2 separate regions of the Pan troglodytes genome follow, and region 2 is linked to region 1. The links are chromatin contacts, called in public capture Hi-C maps. All regions are on one chromosome and are shown on one strand. The core of a region is the stretch at or near the end of the contact, and the rest is flanking DNA. Distances in the headings are between cores, read along the strand shown. Region 1 has its middle 170 kb from the start of EEPD1. Region 2 overlaps EEPD1 (endonuclease/exonuclease/phosphatase family domain containing 1).

Region 1 (3,490 bases), core at 500-2,999:
TCTCGTGCCATTGATGTGAAACACTTTTCCCATGTTCAAGGTGGCTGGCCTAGTCATTGGCATCCCTGTGGCAAAGAAATGTACCAATGTTATGCCTTTACAAATGGATTAATAAAGAGTCCGTTTTTTTTTTATTTCAGGCTGGGCACGGTGGCTCAGGCCTATAATCCCAGCACTTTGGGAGGCCAAGGCGAGAGGATCACTGAGGTCAGGAGTTTGAGACCAGCCTTGCCAACATGGTGAAACCCTGTCTCTACTAAAAATACAAAAATTAGCCTGGCGTGGTGGCACGCACCTGTAATCCCAGCTACCCAGGAGGTTGAGGCACGAGAATCTCTTGAACCCAGGAGGCGGAGGTTGCAGTGAGCCAGGATTGTGCCACTGCATTCCAGCCTGGGCGATAGAGTGAGACTCGGTCTTAAAAAAAAAAAGTCTGTTTTTTGGAATTAATTTTCCATAGATGGAAAGATGCAGCAGATGCGTGATGCTCTGGCTTCCATGGCCACAGATGGCCCGGAACAGTCACTAGCTAGTTTGTCCTCAAAAGAAGTGAGACCTGCAGAGAGTCAAAGTCATGAAACCTGGCCTGCAGGAGACCTCAGCAGCACCTGGGAGCCTCTCAAGTGCAGGGGTGGGGGACAGTCTGTGGCTATCCACTGCTGAATGTCCACTGCTAGGGCCTTGCCTTTACTAGAAGGTTCTATCGCTAAAAAGCAACAATCCCTCAAAGTGAGAGGAGGGAGAAGAAGGATATGAATTTCTGCGTGGCCAACCTGACAACATTTTCTGAAAGAGCTTGGGTCTGCCCAGTCTGAGGAAGGCAGTGAGGCCAGCATAGGACAAGACAACCACAGGATGAATTCCCAGAGCCAGGTTTTGAGCACATCCCCTGGGAGGGGCAGGCAATGCATGCTGGAATAATCCTGTGAGGCCATACTTGCTTACAGAGAGGAAGACTTTGCAGGTGGACGCGACTTTCTAATAGGGCATCAGGTTCTAAAAGTCTATTCCGCCCAGATAATTCATATGAATCTCAACCATGTGCATCAGGTAGGTGCCAGTTCTCACTCGATCCTGAGAAAGTTCCCTAACTTGTTTTTTTAAGAGTCAAATTTCTTATTTGGAGAACACAGTTGATTGTCTATACCTCACGGCATTGTGGTGAAGATAAAATGAGATTATATCTACCAAGCGCCTAGCAGAGCATGTAGGATGCAGTAGAAGCTCAATAAATGTTAGTGTGGCAGGTTGCTGGGTGAACGACTGTGAAATTTTGGTTGTTTAGTTCAGGGGTCTTTGTTTAAGTGCTTCTGGTAATCCTTGTTGGGTGGGGGCAAAAGAGTGGGTTTGTGGTTTATTAGGGAAAAATGAAAGGTATTTTCCTTCTTCCAAGAAAAGAGCCAGACTTTCCTGTTCAAGGTCTTGACCCCTGTTCCAGCCCCACTTATAGCCAAAAGTAGGAATGAAGATGGCCTTGTGGTTTTAAGGCTGATGCCCTGTCATGGCAAAAAGAGGCAGAATGGATGCCTTGTGTTGTGGAGACTTGAAAAGGGGTGGTGGCCTGAGGCTGTCATCTGTCTCCTGAGGACTGGAGAGAGCCAGCCTTCCCTTCGGCATGGCCTCTGAGGAGAGGTCAGCTGTTGCATACTGTGGGGCCTGCGCAGGCCCATTGGGGAGGGCGGGGGTGGCCTGGAGCCCTTCTCCTTGGCACTGCCCTGCCAGATGCAGAGGGGAGGCCCAGGAGTGAGTGCTGTGGGTGAGGCTGCAGAGCTGCCCAGGTGGCGTGCAACTTTCCTGCCAGATGTGGGGAGCTGCCCTGATCTGGGACCCCAGATCTGGACCACTGGAGGAACTTTTCAGGGCTGCATAACCTCAGCCCCCACCCAAGGTTCTTGTGGAATCCATAGGAGGAGTCCTCATGTGCCTGATTTTAAATACGTGCCAGTCTTAGTGGGTAGGAGAAGGAATCCGTTCAAAATAAACCAGAGGACAACACATTTGACGTGACTGGCCCCTTGGGAAGAACATGGATAACACTGGCCTAGGTCTTGGGATCTCAGCAAGTCAGTGCCAGACAAAACTGCCCAAGTGATTTTCATATTGTGGTTTTGATGTTCTTGATATAAAATGGGCAGAGGCCTGAGGAGTCACAAACTACACACACACACACACACACACACACACAACAGCAGCAGCAGCAGCAGCAGCAAGTAAGAAGTAGAACGAGCCAGGACTAAAGCCGAGTAAAATGCAAATATAAAATATACACACAGTGACACCAGGCAGCCATGAGGAGGCACACATCCAGGGATACATCTCAAACATACTGGTGAGGAGATGGGTATGGGAGCAAAAGGAATCATAAGCAAAAAAAAAAGCCAGAAGAGGGGTCACGTGCCCTGTCAGTGATGATAGTGTTCCGACGCTGGGAGGATGACAAGCACATTTCTGTGCAGAGGTGGCCCACAGAGGTGACAGCCAGGCAAAAATGGTGGGCAGAAGCCCCAGAGGGTCTGTCCAGATGCCATGAAACCTACAAGAAATGCCATGAGGCTGTGGGGAATTTGTTAGGCACATGGAGCGATTTCCAGGCCTGTGTCTGCCCTTCTGTCCATGTTGAGTTACCAGTGTTGATTCACACCCTGGCACCTGGATGGATTTGTATGGGTCGCCTGGCAATCGCGTAGGTTCCTGTAAATACAAACAGCCTAGGTCTGACAGGAATTTCCTTACTGCTTTCCTTCAGAATTGATATTAGAAGTAAATTGTTCTCTTTAAAGTGTTCAACCCTAACATGTCCCACTGGGAAAACTCTCTCTTTTTCTGTGGCCAAACACTATCAGGCTTTGTGAATTTTATAGAAGAACCAGAATTGAGGGCCAGACCTCACCCTGGGCAGCCCTGGCCATGTCTTTAAGTGATGGGGCTTGTCTGTGAATTGTCCTTGTTGGAAAGATGGAGGATAGCTTTAGTGCTGGCCACCATTGCTGGTGACACACAGCCTTATCCAAGGAAGTACAGTAAGAACTCAGTACTTGTGGCCATCAAAGAGATTCCAGTCTCTTTTTGGAGGAACTGGTTACATCTATTATGATCTAATCAGACAATGTAATATTTTGCCCCTACAAAAAATCCTGCTTTTGAGGCCTTCTTATTGACATTGGAAAATGTAAATGTTACATCTGCTGAAATAATATTTAGCGAGTGCCTTTGCCCAGAACATGAACTGATTAGGGCCAAGCTGAAGCACAAACAAGTCACATAAGAACCTGCTGGGAAGAACTCTGGCAGTAAAAACTGTTTTCCATACCATAGCTGACTGGTTTGCTTTTCAGACCTTGTGAGCCAGAGGAGATGTTCCCAGAATCACACAGTGCAGGAGGCTTGGTCCTGGAAAACTGTCAGGTGGTCAGCAGTGAGTGATGAACGATGTGATCACAGCGGCGTTTCCCAGCCAGGCCTCGTGCAGGGGCCACGCCTTCCTACCTCC
Region 2 (3,490 bases), core at 298-2,797, 300 kb after region 1:
TGTTGCTTATCCATTCATCTTCTGATAGACACTTGGGTAGCTTCCACCTTTGTCCTATTGTGACAACGCTGCTGTGAACATTGATGTGCAGCAGCTTTTCTTTTGAACCAGGATATGCCGTGACCAACGTTCTACTTTAAGGATGAGTCCTCAGGCTAAAAACAGTCAGAAGATGCTCTATCCAAGAAGCAGCTGTGTGGGAAATTGTCCACCTATAGTTAGACTCTGATCTGTAAAATGGACGACTTGATAGCTTGTCACATCTGTGGACATTACTGTTGTTCTTGATCTCAAACTTTATGTGGAAGCAGAAAGGAAAGATGCCAGCTTATAACTTCTTTGACAGCCTTAGGCAGTCACCATCCCCCCACCCCACCCCTGGTATCCAGGGAGTAGTCAGGATTTTGGCAGAAAACCTTGGGCAGGTTATGTTCCAAATTGCCAAGGTACTATTGACCCACAGCCTGGCTTGGCCTTGACTCGTCCGAGTAGGGACAGTGACTCATGCTGCCTGTGTCCCCTGCTTGTAACTAGTACCCAATTAATTGTTAACTGGTGACACTCCAGACCCAGGGGTTCAGGAAGCGGTTCAGCCTGCCCAGGTCTAACAAGGGTAGACAAGTCAGCAGAGGGGTTCAGCTAAAGCAAAGACAAAGCCTTCATTCCACAGCTTCTATCAGAGCAAACAGAACCGATGTGGTTAGCAAGCTCTGGGCCTTTCTGCCTTTGTCTGGAACGTGCATGCAGGCTGACGTCAGTGGGGATATGCCAGTCCCCTAGTGGAACCTTCTTCTCTCAGACCTCACCAGGACTTGGGGACAGGGTCTCCCTCTGTGAACTGAGCAAGAGTGAAACAGGGTGTGTAGGAACTCTTGACATCTTGGCAGATGGTCCCTCAGTGGGGACTGGTTCCTGTAGTTGTCACTGGCGTTTTATAAATCTAGAGACTCTCTGAGGAAGTCAGCCCAAAGCATTCTCCCCTCACTGCTGGGAATCAAGGAAGCGACAAAGGAGTCCAGCCCAGGTGGGTGGCTTTTTAGGAAGATAACTCAGGCTCCTGCGCATCTACCTGTGGATTCTCAGAAGCAACAACTGCCTTGATGTCATCACCGACGCGGATTCAATCGGAAGAACATGAGTTGTAAGAAATCCGATGTGCTCATTCAAAAAGGGAACCGTTGTCACTCCTGAAGCTACACAGAGCTGGCTCTATTCACCCTTGACACCAGCGTCTCTCCTGGCTTTAGAATTGTCTTTTTCAGCCCAGACCTTTGCAGGCCTGCATCCCAACGAAAACCTCCCTCATTATATGGGAACTTTGTTTTCTTTGATATTCAATGAATGTAGCATCTTTCTCTTTGTTCCTTTCCAAATCAAACTGCACCCTAATTCTGGGACATTTGTGGTTCCGCTTGTCTGTTGCTCACATATTTATTGAGTGCCTGCTGATGCACTTGGTGTCGCAGTGGACAGCAGCCACTTCCGTGTGGTCTTCCATCCTAGCCCTTTGTGGTGAGCCCTGGATTTGAGGCCTGGCCTGGTGACTTTGGACAAACCTTCCCACCTCTGGGAGCCTGTTTCGTACCTGCAGAAGGGAGATGGTAACAGCACCTGCCCCATGGGTCGTGGCTGTTAAGTGCGGTGCTATCGAGGAAGTGGTCAGCACAGTGCCATGACTATTATTCAAGCTGGCACTGATTTCTCCATGGTGTGGGTGGCCCTGCAGGAGAGGCTTCCTTCCATCCCACCCATTGTCCTCACTCCTCCTGCAGGAGGGCGCCATCTGCAATGCACATGCGCCCTCTGGTGGTGGCCTGAGTGGCTTCCCTTCAGATTCCTTTCCCTGCAGTTGTTATTACGGAAGCACACCCGTGGCCAGGCAAAAAAGATTTGCCAAGTGTCTTGGATACATTTATGACTTCGTTTATGAACTGCTTTCCCTAAAGCCTCCTTCACAAGGTGTGGCAGAAATGCCACCTCCTGCTGTGGGACAACAAGGGTCAAGCAGAGCCCAGGGGAATCCCGCAGAGCCCAGCTGGGGGGCGAGTGTTCTTTCAGGATTTCTACTCGCTTTGCTTGGAAAATACTTCATAACTATCCCACTTCCTCTAGGGTAAATCAGACTGTGGGAGAAATGTCTAAAATGCTTTAGGAGAAAACCTTTCCCCCTTGGCCCTGAAATCACTTTGTAGTTCTTATGCACACATATTTAACTTCCACTGTGTGTCTCTCCCTGACAAACCTGTGAAGCTGTATCAGGAAACTGATCAGGAAGGGGGCACACGCTACATGTGAGTGCCCCGTGCCAGGCGCTTCTGGTGGCTCCTCTAATCCTGACACCAACCTGGGAGGAAATGGCTTGTTCTTTCCCTTTTATAGACTAAAAGGCTTGCCCAAGGTCACGAAGCTGGGAAGTGACAAACTTCAAATTCCACACTCAGAGTCATCCAGCTGTTTTCTCTTAGAACCGGGGCCGAGAACCACTGTTTTCTTTCTTTCTTTCTTTCTTTTTCTCTCTTTTTCTTTCTCTCTCTCTGTCTCTCCCTCCCTCCCTCCTTGTCTTTCTCTCTCTCTCTCTTTCTCTCTTTTTCTCTTTTTCTCTTTCTCTTCTTTCTTTTCTTCTTTGACAGAGTCTCACTCCAGCCGAGGCTGGAGTGCAGTGGAGCCATGTTGGCTCACTGCAACCTCTGTCTCCCGGGTTCAAGCGATTCTCCTGCCTCAGCCTCCCAAGTAACTGGGATTACAGGCGCCCACCACTATGCCTGGCTGATTTTTGCATCTTTAGTAGAGGTGGGGTTTCACTATGTCGGCCAGGCTGGTCTCAAACTCCTGACCTCAGGTGATCCCCTGCCTCAGCCTCCCAAAGTGCTGGGATTACAGGTGTGAGCCACTGTGCCTGGCCTAGAGCCACTGTTTTCTGATATTCTCCTGTGTCAGGTTTTGTTTCATTTTCAGCCCCTCTGTGACCACTCTTCCTCCTAGCTAATTTGGATTAATAAGTCGAAAAGAGGACTTGGAAGAATAGGACACAAAAGTGTCACTGTTTTCAGAGAATATGATTGTTGGTTTGTTACACCTAAAGTTAAAAAAAAAAATTATTCCCAGTAAGAGAATTAAGAAAACTGCCTAGTTAAAAAGTTAAAATAAAAAATTAGTCCTTTTGATATATATCATTAGTAACCTGTGGAAATAAAAAAATTTAAAAATAACCATTAGAGAAAATATAATGGGATAAAACAAAGATCCCATTCATAATAAAAATCAAAAATATAAAATACTTAGAAATGTGGTGGTAAAGTGAAGAAAATAATAAGACTTCAGTGAAGAATTTTTTTAATAAATACTTCAATCAATGGAGAAACATGGCAAAGTGTTCTTGGGTGAGACGTGTTGACAGTTCGAGGTACCCGTCCTTTCCATGGTTCCGTGTAGTTGACTGCACCAGGTCTCAGCAGAGCTCTTTAATATTCTAGTTGTGGTTCCCATACCT

What was found. Capture Hi-C pulls out chosen DNA fragments and counts their contacts.
Region 2: a capture Hi-C map of stem cell-derived neural stem cells shows a contact between it and region 1, with 4 times the contacts expected there. The contact joins two enhancer-like sites. A contact is called at or near these places in 5 of 7 Hi-C or Micro-C datasets (blood, induced pluripotent stem cells, a lymphoblastoid cell line and 1 more) and 1 of 1 other capture datasets (stem cell-derived neural stem cells).

The regions. Positions count from the first base shown.
Region 1 is chr6:41,763,217-41,766,706 of NHGRI_mPanTro3-v2.0_pri, forward strand. No RefSeq gene overlaps it. Among named protein-coding and RNA genes, the nearest start is that of EEPD1, 170 kb to the right of the region's middle. Within about 2 kb of position 1,750, at least 2 of the 24 cell types and tissues checked have an H3K27ac peak or open chromatin away from gene starts, as enhancers often do. A contact at or near this core is called in stem cell-derived neural stem cells, where this site is marked.
Region 2 is chr6:42,061,129-42,064,618 of NHGRI_mPanTro3-v2.0_pri, forward strand. All of the region lies in intron 6 of EEPD1 (endonuclease/exonuclease/phosphatase family domain containing 1), which reads left to right. Among named protein-coding and RNA genes, the nearest start is that of ANLN, 98 kb to the right of the region's middle. Within about 2 kb of position 1,548, at least 8 of the 24 cell types and tissues checked have an H3K27ac peak or open chromatin away from gene starts, as enhancers often do. A contact at or near this core is called in stem cell-derived neural stem cells, where this site is marked.